Linked DNA regions of Macaca mulatta: region 2 is linked to region 1. Evidence: chromatin contacts called from public Hi-C data. All regions are on one chromosome and are shown on one strand. The core of a region is the stretch at or near the end of the contact, and the rest is flanking DNA. Distances in the headings are between cores, read along the strand shown.

The links. Hi-C and Micro-C count contacts between places; a contact is called where the count stands out from the background.
Region 2: a contact with region 1 is called in a Hi-C map of fetal cortex germinal zone, with 2.2 times the contacts expected there. The contact joins the promoter of DHRS12 here to the enhancer-like site in region 1. A contact is called at or near these places in 2 of 14 Hi-C or Micro-C datasets (fetal cortex germinal zone and liver).

What each region holds. Positions count from the first base shown.
Region 1 is chr17:30,371,544-30,379,220 of T2T-MMU8v2.0, forward strand. It overlaps LOC144336343 (a long non-coding RNA gene), which reads left to right. Exons shown (of 4, transcript XR_013408009.1): 3 at 441-599; 4 at 4,154-5,921. Among named protein-coding and RNA genes, the nearest start is that of C17H13orf42, 41 kb to the left of the region's middle. Within about 2 kb of position 4,753, at least 22 of the 40 cell types and tissues checked have an H3K27ac peak or open chromatin away from gene starts, as enhancers often do. A contact at or near this core is called in fetal cortex germinal zone, where this site is marked.
Region 2 is chr17:31,028,533-31,036,209 of T2T-MMU8v2.0, forward strand. DHRS12 (dehydrogenase/reductase 12) reads right to left here and starts at 3,488. Exons shown (of 11, transcript XM_002808146.4): 1 at 3,357-3,488. The coding sequence starts at 3,412.

The sequences.
Region 1 (7,677 bases), core at 3,503-6,002:
CTTGTTTTGGTCCTCTTTAGAAGGTGATTTTATAATCAACTATAAATCTCCAACAGGTGCTCTTGAATACAGGTTTCTGATAACTTTGGAGACTGTGACATCAAAATAGAGGAAAAACTTTCAGGATTCATGGAGAGCTAAAACTTTCATGAGTATCAAGCAGAACAGGAATTAACTGCATGGAGTTAACCAATCTTTTTTACTTTTTGCTGAATATGTTTGCTGATCCTTTGTTTTGTTTTTCAGAGTCTTAAAACTTTTCTTTTGAGCTATTGACAGCTTTTAACAATTTAGTGTACTCTTATGAACAAAATTTAGAGCATATTTGTTTCTCTCTACCCGATTTCTCCAGAATTGGAAACTACTTGTGAGTATTCTTAACTTATGGCAATACAGTTATTTGCATAAGTACAATAAGAATCTGTTTTCATTTGTAACAGGACCCAACTGGAGAAACTGGTTATTTTGCCAAGGCTTTGACTGGAATGGTGTCCTTTCCTTTAAGGAATCAAACTTGATTTATGGAGCCAATAAAGCCGTTGGAAAAACTGGCCTCATATTTTGTGTACACAGTCCCTATACAGGGTTTCTGACCTGTGGTAAGTAAAGAATGTCACTTTCTGACAGGTGTAGAAGCCCCAGGTTTATCTTGGAACCTCAAGAGGAGAAGAAATTTCACCCAACTCATGGGTATTCGATGGCACAACCCATGGCTGGGCCTGGCTTTAGGAAAGTCTTTTCTGAGATTCCTCCTACAGAACAAAGTTCCATCAAAGCCAATTTAAAAGCTTATGTAAAAACTAATTATTCTTGCTGCACTGTATACAAATAATTAGGCCAAGCATAATAAGCAAACCAGTCCTACCATGATTTGTCTTCAGTAAAATGGGAAACTGGACAGAGAAAAAAAATTGTTTCAAAATGATTGTACACCTGTTGTTAGATTCTAGTCTTGCCTAATGTTTTTTCCAATTTTCATTATTTTCTACAGTTTGGACCAAATTCTAATTTTTCTTGGCTACGAGTCTTCAAAATAATGTTTTCAATTTTTTTCCTTCTCTTTTTCATTTTTCCTAATTTGGAGTCACTGAAAACTAAGCTGTGCTTTTTTGAAGTTTAAGTTCTGTGAACTGAAGCCAGAGAATTTAACTTCAGCAGAAAATAACAGTAACCTATTTACATACATAAACCACTTTCATACCTGCCTATTAATGTATGGACTTCCGAGTAATGTGATCTATATCGATTTTTTTTCCAGGATTATTCTTTTGTTTTTGTTTTTTCTCCCTTTCTCTCTTCCTATTTTCTCTTCACAGGACATGAGACTTCATAACCTGCTAAAAATAAGCTTTCCAGACCTACCCATCTAGAAATAAACCGTGCTAGCAATGAGAGATCAGATGAAACCTGAGACCAGAGATTCATTTTCTTGTAAAATGCTTTCTCCAAAAGATTTTTAAAAAGACAAGGGGGGAAACGTGAAACGAAAATATCTTGGGCCCCCAGAATCACTAAGGAAAACTCAAGTTGGGAACTGCTTAGGGCAAACCTGCCTCCCATTCTGTTCAAAGTCATTCCTCTGCTCACTGAGACAGGTGCATATCTGATTGCCTCCTTTGGAAAGACTAATCAGAAACTCAAAAGAATATAACCATTTGTGTACCACCTATTGGTGAGCTGGAAGCTCCCTCTCCGCTTCCAGTCTTCCTGCCTTTGCTTCAAGTTGTCCTACCTTTCCAGACCGAACCAATGTACTTCTAACATATATTGATTGATGTTTTATGTCTCCTTCAATGTATAAAACCAAGCTGTGCCCTGACCACCTTGGGCACATGTCTCAGGACTTCCTGAGGCTGTGTCACGAGCATGTCCTCAACCTTGGCAAAATAAACTTTCTAAATTAACTGAGACCTGTCTCAACTTTTTGGGGTTCAGAGAAGACAAATAAAAGGTAATGTAAATATATAAAAGGCACCCTAATTTGTTAACCTATTTTGGAACACCCAAAGCTTTGATACCCAAAGCCTCTGATAAATGGACATCTGAGATCCCTATCTCAATCAGAGATAACACAGGAAACTAATTTTTGTGTTGACGGATTTCTTACCCCTTTCTTCATCTTCATCAATCACGTTCCATATGGAACAAAACAAGCCTATTGTGTCCCCTGAAATGCAAATAAAATCTCTTCTTGCTATGAACCTCGAATATCTGAGACAGTTGTCAATCAGTTTAAGAAGTTTATTTTGCCAAAGTTAAGGATGCACGCCCATGACACAGCCTCAGGAAGTCTTGATGACATGTGCCCAAGGTGGTCTGAGCACAGCTTGGTTTTATACAATTTAGGGAGACAGGAGACATCAACCAATATATGTAAGATGAACATTGGTTTGATCTGGAAAGGCAGGACAACTTGAAGCAAAGGACTCACAGGGGAGGGGGCTTCCAGGTCTTCGTTAGATAAGAGACAAATGGTTGCATTCTTTTCAGTTTCTGATTAGTTGTTCCAAAGGAGGCAATCAAATACACATTTATCTCAGTGAGCAGAGGGATAACTTTGAATAGAACGGGAGTCAGGTTTGCCCTAAGCAGTTCCCAGCTTGACTTTTCCTTTTAGCTTAGTGATTTGGGGAACCTGAGATGTATTTTCCTTTCGCATTGCCGAGAGCTCTGGGTTGCTGTATCTCAGGGTCTATCTGGCCTGCACCCATCACCACACCAGGTTCCTCAGCCTGCAGTGGCCCGCTTTGGTCCCCTGGCCAGTATCAAAGCTCACAGTACTTCCCTAGGCTTCTATCAACCTTAGAATCGCCCACCCTTGCTGGAAGCAGTAAAACAGCTGCAGCTGCAAAAGGTGGGGGCAGGCCAGGGGAGGGGCGGCATCCCAGGGAAGTCCCAGGTACTGACCATGTGTCCCCCTCCCAGGTACTCTGCTCGGGTGTGGATGCTGCACCATTTCCTGTTCTGCACCTGCAGAGCATCTATACACTGCTCTCAGACCTTGGACTAGGTGTGGTGGGGACCCCCTTTCTTATCTCTTACACAGGAGAACAGTCTCTGTGAGAGTCAGTCCTGCGATAGGACAAATCCCTCTGCAGTGTCTGTGGCCTGGCTCCCTCCATGCCTGTGAGAGAAGGGGCAGGGGCCTGGGTCCCAGTCATGGCTCTGCTGACTGTGGGACAGTGGCTGCTGTGATCCTCCAGGGCTCTGTGGACTCATTTTAAATGCAAGGGGTGAGGCCAGGAGTGGTGGCTCATGCCTGTAATCCCAGTACTTTGTGAGGCCCAGGTGGGTGGATCACCTGAGGTCAGGAGTTTGAGGCCAGCCTGGCCAACATGGTGAAACCCCATCTCTACAAAAATACAAAAATTAGCCGGGCATGATGGCGGGCCCTGTAATGCCAGCCACTCGGGAGGCTGAGACAGGAGAATTGCTTGAACCCAGGAGGCAGAGGTTGCAGTGAGCTGAGATCGCACCATTGCACTCCAGCCTGGGCAACAGAGCAGGACTGTGTCTCAAAAAACAAACAAACAAACAACAACAACAACAACAACAAAAAACCAAGGGGTGGATTTGGTCCAGGTCTTCAACCCTAGTTGCACATTAGAATCAATCACCTGAGAGCTATTTAAAAATACCCATGCCTGAGCCTCCTCACAGACCAATTAAATCAGAACCTCCAGCAGGGAGGCCTGGGTCTGTGGCTAAAAAAACGGCTCAGTTGATTCTCACATAGGGACAGTCTTGAGAAGCCCCAGATTAGGGGATCTGCAAGGGCCTCCTATCTCTGACTTTTGCCACTCTGTGTATGACACAAAATCATAGGGTCCCTGGGCTCTGGGTGCTGGTGGACCCTCCCCCAACTCATGCCTCTTCTTCCCTAATAAAGGGATCTGGGAGAGCAGAAGCACTTACAGTAAATGGAACCAAGCAAATGGAAATGAAACAGCATTGGATGACACTTTGCATCTGCATAGCACTTTGACCCACGTGATTTCCTTAAAAACCCGTGGCAAATTGGACCCCTATAATTACTTCTAGTGGAGAGGAAGGAAAAGCAACAAGGGCCAGCCAGGGAGAGGTCTCCCCAGGCCTTGCCAGCAGCCTGCCTCCCAGTCCTTGGGCTCAGTCAAGCCTCTTCATTTCTTTACAGAGACAAGGGAGCGCCTGCCCCGCGCCAGGCACTGCAGCAGGAAAGACTACGTCAGCAACACGGCACACACGCATGGCCCCTGCCCTCAGCAGGGGAGGAGAGCGACGCACAGGAAAACATCTTAAACGGTGTGATAGGCATCATGAAGGACGCCCACAGGGTGCCATGCAGAGAACAATGGTGGTGGCAGGAAGTCCCACAGTGAGGTGACATTTCAGTGGAGAGCTGTAAGGTAAAAGCTGGCAGCCCCCTGCAGAGCCAGGAGGCTCACGAAGGAAGAGCACAGCTCCTGCAATTTCATGGGGCCCCCCTGGGGAGTCCAATGACACCTGGGTATGAGAACGAAAGACATGCTTTCCCTCCACCACATGGTGGGGCTTCTGGCTTATGGACAGGAACCCACTCCCACAGGGCAGCGACATGCCTTAGGAAAAGGCAGAACAAACCCCCTAACTGGCTGAGGGCCCAAATGCCCCGCTGGCCTCAGGAGCCAGGGTTCCGTGAGAGTACCCTCCACCACCAGGCTCCAGCTGGGCCAGTATTGAGCGTTTGGGCTCGCTGCCGCCTCCACGCCCTGGCTGCCCACCTCGCAGGCTCCCAGGACTCTACGGCTCAGGCTCCCTCTGCAGGCAGCTGCTCCTTCCTGGGGCCAGGCTTCCCTTTAGTCTGCACAGGGGAATGGGGGCTGTTTTCCTTCCCTCACAAAGCGTCTTTCTGACTGCCCACCTCCCGCCCCATACAGTTAGAAAGGCCGACAGTTTCGAGATTCTCAGTGAGGCTTCTGCAAAGGCCTTCTTGTGCTCCACAAGAAGGGCTGGGCCGGAATTTCAACCACGCTGCTAATTTCAGTCCGTCACTGCGGTGGCAGCTTCATATTTTCCCACTAGATGGGGTGCTTGATCTCTGCAGCTAAAGATCAGCTAGTTAGAGACAATTCCAAATCATTTAATTTGGCTCTGAAGGCTGCTCAGAAATTTTATTCAAAGCAGAGGGAAATCTTTTATACGAAGTGGCCAAAGGCTGAAATTGGAAAAAAAAAAAAAAAATCCCTAAAAATCTGGTTTCTGTATCTTCCTTAATTAGCAAAGGTGATAAAGGGTAATAAGTGAAAATGTTTGCACAGGAAACCTAGCACATCTGAAATACAGATGCAAATGGAGTGAGCTAGAAAATGATTTCTCTAAAGAGCCATTTTGAACAATGCTCTAACTGCTTCTTCCCTCCGAGACAGCCAGAAGCATTGACCCTGGACATTCAAGCTGAAAAAAATATCCTTTGGTCTGGTCATTATCACCATTCTGCTTGATCAATGGTAGCCTGGTTCTCATTGATCCACTCCAGCCCCCAGATGCACAAGACAAGTAGCACAAGGGTGGCGAAGTGAAGCCACCATGAGCCAAAAGCAATTATGTTTTTCCAATGCAAACTCATTTTGCTCAGTTCGGGAAACAGTTATATTCTTTGAAGTCATTTAGCATGAATATTTCTCTTCATCATCAATAATAAACACCCATAGAGCACCTCTCTTGTCCTTTCCTCTGTAGGAAGGCTTTCTCTGACATTTTTAGGCAGAGTTGAGATGGTGCTAGATATAGCAAGAACAAAAAGATACTAACACTAACCCTGTCTTCAAGAGTCTATATCTTCGCCCAAGAAATAGCACTCTTCCCAGAAAACAGTAGAAGATACACATTATTTACATCGTCTTAGAACTTCGCATGGATAAATGAAATCTTTGATGAATAAACTCAGACTGTTGTATTTTGAACTTAGAATTTTCTGTAGATACAAAACCAGTTTTAAAGAAGCTTCCCTTTTGAAGTGCCGTAACAGAATTGCTCAAGAATCATGGACAAAATTGTGTAGACAAAAACACATGATCAGCTTTTACTGCTGACATTTTCATTTACTGTGGTGTCCTGTTTGTGGGACCCCCACATTTCTCCAGGATTGGGGATATATTTTAACAGGCAGCCCTTGGTCACTTGGTCACAGTGAAAACAAGCATCTTTGAGCACTTGGTCATTGTATGTCACAATTTTCACTCAGATTTACGGCCACCAGCGTATCCTACTGGGACAGTTGGGGGAATCGATACAGGGCTTTATTGTCATTATATACTGGGAACAGGTTCAGTGTAGTCCCTTAGGAAGTAAAATTAGAACTTCAATCACATGGGAAGGGAGGCTTTAAGAAAGTTGCTTCTGTTAACACACTCCTCTGTCCTGCTCGCAACCAAAACACATATATTCAGCCCAAATTTGGCATAAATTCTGCGTAAATTATATATGCTTTCAGCGGTTCTACAAACATTTTCCAAGAAGACTGGCTATATAACAGAACCTCTTTCTTTCCAGAAAGCGGCTTTGGCCATCCTAAAAAATACAGTGGACTAATCCAGATGAGTCCATCAATTTGCCTAGGGGTCACTGTTTGTGCCACCAGAAAGACACTCGCAGAGAGACCCTCAAAAACTGGGGCTATGTTGTTCCATCCCAGAATGGAAACTAAAACCAGAGCCGCATTAGTGCTTGCTGGGGTAAACTGAATTCCTTGGTTCTATGCAGATCTTGCCTGTGTATGGATGACTAGAATCAAGAGGCTACCGACGTCTTCTGAGATGCCAGAAGTCAGAAATAATCCCAGCTAAATGAAAAATACCAGAAATGCGACAAAATTGGCCACAGCAAGTACAGAGCTGTAGAATCTTCAGCTCTTCAGAATCCACCCCCGCCCCCCGGCCTGAGCTGTGTATGTAGGGCCAATCATAGGCAGAGATTCATTCTGTAGATACTAGTCAAACATTGTAGTAGACGGAATAACAGCCCCTAAAGACGTCTAACACATGAATCCCTGCAACCTGTGAATATGTTACAGTACATGGTAAAGGGAATTAAGGCTGCTAGTCAGGTTAAGATGGGGGGATTTTCCAGATTATCTTTCTTAAAAATGGAAGAGGGTGGCAGGAGAGGGCAGAAAAATGAAATGTGAGAGTCAGCACACCATTGCTGACCTGCAAGACAGAGGAAGGGGCCAGAAGCCAAGAAATGCAGGTAGCCCCCAAAAGCTGGAAAAGGAAAACAAAACAAAACTCAGATTCTTCCCTAGAGCATCTAGAAGGAACTGAACCTTGTGGACACCTTGATTTTCAGCCCAGTGAGACCCGTGTTGGACATCTAACCTAGAGAACTTCGTGTTGCTTTAAGCCACTAAGTTGGTGATGATTTGTTCAGCAGTAATAGAAAACTAATACAAGCACTTTCTATGACCAGGCACTGACCCTGCCAATAGGGATGCAGATATGCCCGGCATTCCATGGACACATAGTCCAGTAGGGAGGGAAAATTCTGCACATGCAGGTAAAGTAACATGCTATGCACTAAACATGCATGTACCAAGCCCTGAGGCAACACTGAGCTGATGGTGCTCCCCTCTGCCTGGGGGAGCCAAGGAAGGCTTCCTAGAGCAGGGGAGACATTTCAGCTTAACCTAGAAGCCTGATAGAAGGGTCTGTACTGTTCCGG
Region 2 (7,677 bases), core at 2,238-4,737, 660 kb after region 1:
CGGGGAAGTGGCCAAAGGATGTTTATGAGCTTGGGTTTGGTTTGAAAGTCATTGCCACAGGGCAGGCATTGCCACTTGTTTCAGTCAAGCCAGATGTTCTTAAGAGAAGAAAAATGTTCCTGTTTTCACCATCTGTAACTCACCAGAACACGCAGGGCAGCTTAGAGAACAGCCCACCCATTGCTTCTGCTGTGAGTGGCAAACAAGCCTTCTTCTTCCAAAGCCTTCCTGAAAGGTTGACTTGAAACTAAAAAAATATCAATAACAAGGGCTTGGACTGAACAACCTGAATTTAAGTCACAGCTCAGCCTCTTACTAGCTGTGCAAACTTGTGTTGACTTAATCTTTCTGAGCTCTTATCTCCTCATCTGCAGAAAGGGAATAATATGAGATACCTCTTGGGCAGCCTAAATGCGATGCTGTGTGTAAGGCACTTATGACAGCACTTGGAACATATTAGGAGCTCAATAATTAGCAGTTGACATTATTATTATTATTATTATTATTATTTGAGACTAAGTCCCACACTGTCGCCCAGGATGGAGTGCAGTGGCGCAATCTCGTCTCACTGCAACCTCTGCCTCCCAGGTTCAAGTGATTCTCCTGCTTCAGCCTCCTGAGTAGCTGGGGTTATAAGCGCCTGTCACCACGCCCAGCTGATTTTTGTATTTTTTAGTAGAGATAGGGTTTCACCATGTTGGCCAGGCTGATCTTGAACACCTGACCTCAGGTGATCCACCCGCCTCGGCTTCCCAAAGTGCTGGGATTACAAGTGTGAGCCACCGTGCCCAGACGACATGATTACTATCACTATTAATAATGACAGCACCTTCCCTGTTCAAACTTGAGCTCATTTGGCCCCCAAGTCTTCAAATCAGTAGGGACTTTGAGAGCATTTTAAACTACAAAGAGGAAACTGGAAGATTTTTTCCCCCCATACACAGACGTGAGCCCTGGAATCTCTGTGAAAGACTTTTCCGGTAGAGGCAAGGGCCTGAGTCATTGAATAGGGGCTTAGCTAGGAGGAGGCATTGTGGGGAATGAGTGAGAACTTCGCAAATACAATAGAGCCAGAAAAAAAGCAGTCCACGGGGAATAGGCCTGAAGAGCCCTTCTCCAGGGGCAGGAAGCTGACAGGCTTTTCTCTGTGATACCCAGCCAGAGGGGCCATTAGCCTCTGGGCTCCACGTTGATCCGAATGTTTGCTGAGCGTGGCTCCTCTGGGTTAAACCTCTTCCTCAAACTCCATCCTGGGAGTACTGCCAGGCGGGCAGTATCAGCCTGGCCTGCAGGACATGTCCCCGCCCTCTGTCCTCTGCCTTGGATCTTGTCTTAATACAAGAATTCCATCCTGGTCTGATCTGTTGTTAAAAAGACTTGTCTTTTATGTACTCTGCCCCTTACTGGGGAAGCAGTTTATTTTCACAAACTCTAGATATCAGTCTCTCTTTTTCAAACACACACATACATGACTTTCCCAAAGTCACCAGAAGGTAGGTGATGAAGCCAAAGGCTGGGTGTTCCATTCTTCAACACCCAGCCTCGGTGCCAAAGGGCAGTCCCCAGACAAGCTGCATCAGCATCACCTGGAAACCTGTTGGAAATGCCCTGCCTACTGACTCAAAACTGCTTGCTTGGCAACCTGCGGTTTCATGTGCCTTGCCCATGATTTTGATTCAAGCTGAGAGGGCATTTGTACTTACTGTTTCCTGAACCTGAGGTGACAGGGATGGGGAGGGGGAAGCTGGCAGGTATCTGTGTCTCCCCACACCCTCAATTTACCCAAATATGGAATTTGCTTAGGACCCATCCACACTTGCCCAGGGTTTAGAAGTCTGTTTAAAACTGCCCCAGGGAATTATTAGGTTCAGCAAAGTCGAGGAAACAGTGATTAGATCCTCCTGCCTAGGAGCCCAATAAAGGGAGGCTTTATAAAAATCCTTGTGCCAAGAGAAACGCTGTAAACTCTGACTCCGCGCTCTCACACTGAAGTCAAAATAAGGTTGTTGTTTTTCTGTCCCATTCACTAAATCTACAAGAACAGGAAAACCCATCTAACTTTGCCAGCTGCCTTCCCCTCCCCTCCCTTCCCCCACCAATGTGTGGTGAATTGGGCCCCTTGGCCTCACTTCTACCTTCCCTCAAGGCGGGGAAACAGAGAGAAAGAGTCCTCAGAGAGATTTTTACAGCCTGCTTTCCTTGGGGCCCACCCCGGCTTGGAAACTGACGCAAGCTTTCATGCTGTATAATGTGGAAAGATCCAGCAATTAATGGTCATTGCCAGAGGACACCCCTTTGAAAGAAAGAGGCTGCCACTGTACTCCCCTAAAAACAGTGGGACAGGGCGCACGGCTACACTCCCCACCATTCTCTGCAGCAGGGGCTCCTGAGGCAGAGCTGAACTTTCCCCAAAACGATGTGGGGTGAAGAGAAGGGAGCTGCAACTCCTACCTCCCCTAGGAATGCTGGCCAGGTTGCCGTGAGAACTGATAACGCCCCAGTGACGGGAGAAGCCTCTCAGAGGTGAGAATCACCTGGGGATTTGGGTGAAACGCCAGTCCAGGCCCCTGTGCAGACCCACTGAATCAGAATCTGTAGGGACGGAGGCTGAAAACTGGGTACTTTTAATTCTCGCCCAGTGATTCTGATGTGCAGACAGGGTTGAGAACCAGCGGTTAGCCTAATCCCAAGAGAAAACCTCCATCTGTCCTCCGTCACAGGAACCTGTCACCTCTTAAAACAACAATGAGGTGGAGAGCCAACTAGGGCACACTGAGCGTGATCACGGGGCGACAAAACCACCACGCACTGTTCCCCAGAAGCACACACTGGGTGCACAGCCACACTGGCTGGAGACCCAGGCTGGAAAGTTCCAGCTGGAGCCAAAGGTCGCAGTCCAGGTGCCGCATCTTCTTAAAGGAAACACACCCAAAGGTACGAGGACAGAGCCTGGGCTAGCGATTTAGATCCAGCCCTATCTGACGCCGCCAGCAGCACTACGAAGACAGTTCCAGGAGCACACCCCGCAGGGCGCCGAGGTGACGCCCAGGAGTCTCGTTGGCTCCAGGGCCGCCTGACGTCAGTGGGACGGCCCTGGGCCTGGGCGCGCCACAGTCCCGCCCCTCGGGCGCCAGTCTCGGTTGCGGGCGTTGAGGGGCTGGAGTCTGGCGACCGCCCCACGCCCAGCCGCGGACCAGTAGAGGGCAGGCGCCCCAGTCGTTCTGGACTCGCTTAGTCGGCCCAGCGAGACTGCGAAGGAGCCGCGGGCGCGTCCCCGCCAACCCCGCTAGCCCGCGCCGAGGCGGGCCACGTGACAGCCCGGGGCCCGGGGCCCGCGCCCCGCCGCGCCGCCTTACTTGGTGTCCTCGCGCAGCCCCTTGGTGAACCACACGACGCTGCGGTACAGGGACATGGCGGGCGCGCCGCACGCCGAGCCCCTCCGCGCTCCCGGCGCGGCCTCCGCCCCGGTCCCGCCCCGCGGGAGTCGCCCGCCCTTACATCATCCCGGTTATGTAAGAGCCGCGGCTTCCGGGACCTTGCTCCACAAGGAAGGCGAGGGGTCTCGGGGCCGGCCGGTCGACTCCGCCCCAGCCTCAGAGGGTGGAGTGAGGGCGGACCGGCCCTCGTGGGGGCCACAGTCGAGGTCCGCAGTCTCCTCGGGGTTGAAATCGGGCATCAGTGCCGTTTAGAGAACACCGTCCTGCTGGGCATGGCCGGGATGCGACGCACCTCCGAGAATTTGGTTACCTAGAAAACCATGTGGAATAAAACGACGAGGCTTACGATATTTAAAAGACTTCTGCATCGAATTGGTGTTAAGGGTTATTGTAATAACTGGCATTCTCTAAGTTCCTACATGTGTTGGGGGATGCAGTGCCCTGCCACATTTCCCGTCTCCAGCAAGCGCAGTCAGATTGGCGACATCGCAGGCAAGAGGCAGGGCTGGGGCTCCCACCCGAGAAGTAATTGTCTCCAAAGTCTGAACTTTTGCCACTGGTTCTGCGACTTCATGCAGTGCCAGGGAGAGCCCCTTGATTTCCCCCAAATCCTCATCAGCCTCCTTCCACCCAAGCCCAAATGAACAGTGTGAGTAAAAAAGTGTGGTTGCTGCATGAACCCAGATCTCAGACTAGTAATCCAGCCCCATTCCAGCCCCGCTATGTAGGACTCAGACACCCCTGTCCACATCTAATCTCCAGCCCTAACGCCACATTAGAAATGGGGGTCTTACTGCTGCTGTCACTGCTAGTCACCCTGTTAAATTCTATACCGGTTTACCCAAGTCGCCCAGAGACTGGGTCCCACTTACATAAGCTGAACACAGACTAGCTGCTTTCATAGCCTCATTACCTAGGATATAGGATCACTGTCCAACCTCACCCCGCAGTGGGCAAGTTTTACTTCAGAATAACTTTTGAAATAAATTTCCCCAGAACAGCTCGCCCCTCTGAACAGGACTCTGAGGCTCCACTACGTTGCTGTTATTCCTGACAGAGTGATGAAATTTAAACAAGTGGCGTTTTGTAAAACCACCCAGCCTCGTGTGACGTTCAATGCCTGTCCGATTTGGCTCCAAAAAGCCAAATTTTAGATCCCCAGGGCTACATACTGTTTTTAATACACTCCTCTTTGTGTCAGTGATGGAAAAGGTGTCAGTCTGCTCTGAATCTCTCTGACCACCTCAGGAAATAGGCTTTTGGCTCACAGAGCGGGGATGAGAAATAGTTTTGAACCACCACGTCTCTTGGAGGGTGTCAGCGGCCCCTTGAAGTAAAAATGTGGCTGGAAACCCAGCTCTCTGCATTAGCCAGGTGAACCTGAGCATGCTGCATACGCCCTCAGTCTTGGTTTTTTCATGTGTAAAATGGGAATGAATATGCGCACCGCGTGGGGTGGTTGTGATGATTAAAGGCATTCATTATAAAGAGCTTAGTTTCATACGAAGTGATCAGAAGTGTTCATTTCCCTCAAGTTTTCTTCTCATTCCTTTCTCCCCTACGCTTACAGCCACACAGTGTACATTCAAGAAAGGTTCCAATGAGGGCATGAGGTGTCCAGTGTTAGCCTCCAATCAAGCATCCATGAGGTAGTTCATGTATACATTATATACATTTAAAGAGGAGGTCTTAGGAAAAGCCAACCCCAGTCTCAAAATGAGCTTCCGCTCTCACTTGGATGCCAAGTAACACACACAAAGAAACAAAGGGCAGTATGGAGTTCATAGACGAATCTTCCAGTTTAACTGGAGTCAGCTGAGCTGGATTCTAAACCAATTTCTGCCAGTTATTCCCTGTGTGACCCGTGTGATAAAATGTATAGAAGGCTTAAAGTGTGCCAAGCATTGTGGATTATAGCACTTAATTCTCACACTGATCCATATGGTTACTCTTGCTATTATCCCCATTTTATAGATGAACAAACAGAGAGAGGTTACATGACTTGACTCAGGTCACAGTAAATACACGGTGGAGCCAGGCTTTGAGGCCAGGTAGTACGATTCCAGAGTCCACACCTTCCCTGCTGCACCATACTAAATGGGGGCAAGTCAGCCGCTGGGCCTCACTTTTTCTCATCTGAACAAAAAAAGGGCCAGACTAGGTGACATCCGGGGCTCCTTTTAGCTCCAACTTTCTATACATCTAATAAGAAAATTACGGATGTTAAGTAAGTTAGGCCCAGGGTGCTTTTAAGAGAAACGTCAAAATGGGTAGGATTGCTTCATTTCCCATAGGTGGAAAGTCACTAAAATATTTCTTCTGTGTTCCTGGTTCCAATTTGCCACTCAAAAAGCCAAACAAAGAAATCATCCTCCAGAGTTCCCTTCCAATTGATTTAGATCCCTGAGGCTAATTTTGACCACATTGGAAGGAGAAGCAGAAGGTGTGGAAATCCATGGCTTTCTGCACAACAGATACACACGATGAGAAGTCTGTATCCTCTTACACACACACACACACACACACACACACCAGTGTTCATATCGCCTTCCACTGAAGCTCATACCAGTTCCTCTAGCCAAGTTGTCATGGCAACACCAGCTGCCAATGAGATCATGGAAGACAAGGTCATAATGGCAATGGTACCTTAATATTTTACCTGGCAAAGCCACTTAGTTAATAAGATGAATAACTATAAATTGTAAACTCATAGGAAGCCAGGCACCATTCCTGTACATGTTTAGTGGGCAATTGGGGGTGGGGAATGGAAATGACAGCAAAGGGAAAGGAACAAAAAGGAAGAGAGGATGAGGCAGAGAGTGGGGAAGAAGGTCTCTGATGCTGATCCTTATTTTTCAGTGTGGACCACGCACAGGTGCTGACCCTGCCTGTACATGGATTAAGGAACTGAGCTCTTCCTAATGACAAGAAGTGGGGGGCGGGTCATGGGATCCCAGCCTCTATCACAAAAGCCTTATCAGAAACCCAAGGCGACTGCTTTCTGGCATTCACTTCTAGCAGAGGAGAGCAGCAGCCCAGGGAAGACGTACGTGGTAGACACCAGCCTGCCCTCCTCCCCACTCCACAGCTGACACACTCACCGTGTAGAAAGGTCCTTCCGGCTGCCTCCCGGTGTCCCTTGGTGCCCATCATCCTTTACAGACTGGCTTGCCCCAGGGCTGTCTGTTGCCCATCTGAACCAACTTCCTACCGAACAAATCAATTTGATTTAGGGGTTTCCTTCCTTTCACAAGAAACTAATCACAGCGTGGGCCTCCGGCCAGAACTTTGGCAGTGGGGAGCCGAGGCGGGAGACAGACCCAGCTTACATTGAACCTTCTGTGCCATTGAGTTTTGTACCATGTGCATGAATCACTTACTTAGATTTAAAACACGCAGAGAAGACCCTTCTTTCCCCAGCCCTGTGCACCCTCCAAGGACTGCAGACATTGGCAGTGAGATGGGGCCAAAGTGGGGCAGTAGCGAAGCCAGGGTGGTTAGCCTTCATATAGCCACGTTGATGGGGAAAGTGATTTTCCACAAACGGGACTCGTGTTTGTCTTAAACTCTCATGCAGCCTGCTTCCAGGGCTTCCGTTTTACGACAAGCAGGTTCTGTTTTGAGTGCAAAAGCCGTGGGCTTTCTCTAGTGGTGCCTGGGGCAGGAGTAGCGCAAGAGCATGCAGGCTGCTTGGTGAGGTGGTTGTAGCTCGCCTTACCCACGCTCTCCGTACTACCTCACACCCACCGCTGGCCTCAGGAGAAGGGCCACCTACAAAGGCGGGAGAGGGATGCAGACACAAGGTGAGAACTGGGATAGAGTGTCAGAAGGCCCACGTTCAGCTCTGAGGCATCTTCAGAAAAGACACTTTACCTCCGTGAGCCTCAGTTTCCCCTCTACAGAGGAGCATAACTATACAGTCCTCATAGCATTGTAATGAGGGTGAAATAAAGAATATTTTCTTTTAACAAATACTTATGCCTCACCTACTATGTGCCAAGCATTGTTTTAATCTCCTTACAAATGAAAACAAGGCACAGAGAGTTTCAGTGGCACATCCAAGATCACATGCATCTGGAAAGGGGCACAGCCAGGATCCCAGCCTGACAGTCTGGGTTCAGACGCCACACGCTTAACCCCTTCTCTGGAAGGGTGAGGGATGTGTCCCATGGTGGCGTCTCCTTGTTTCTTCTTTTAGTAACTTTTGTGGGACTAGAAATTTCCACTACTGTCCCCTCCC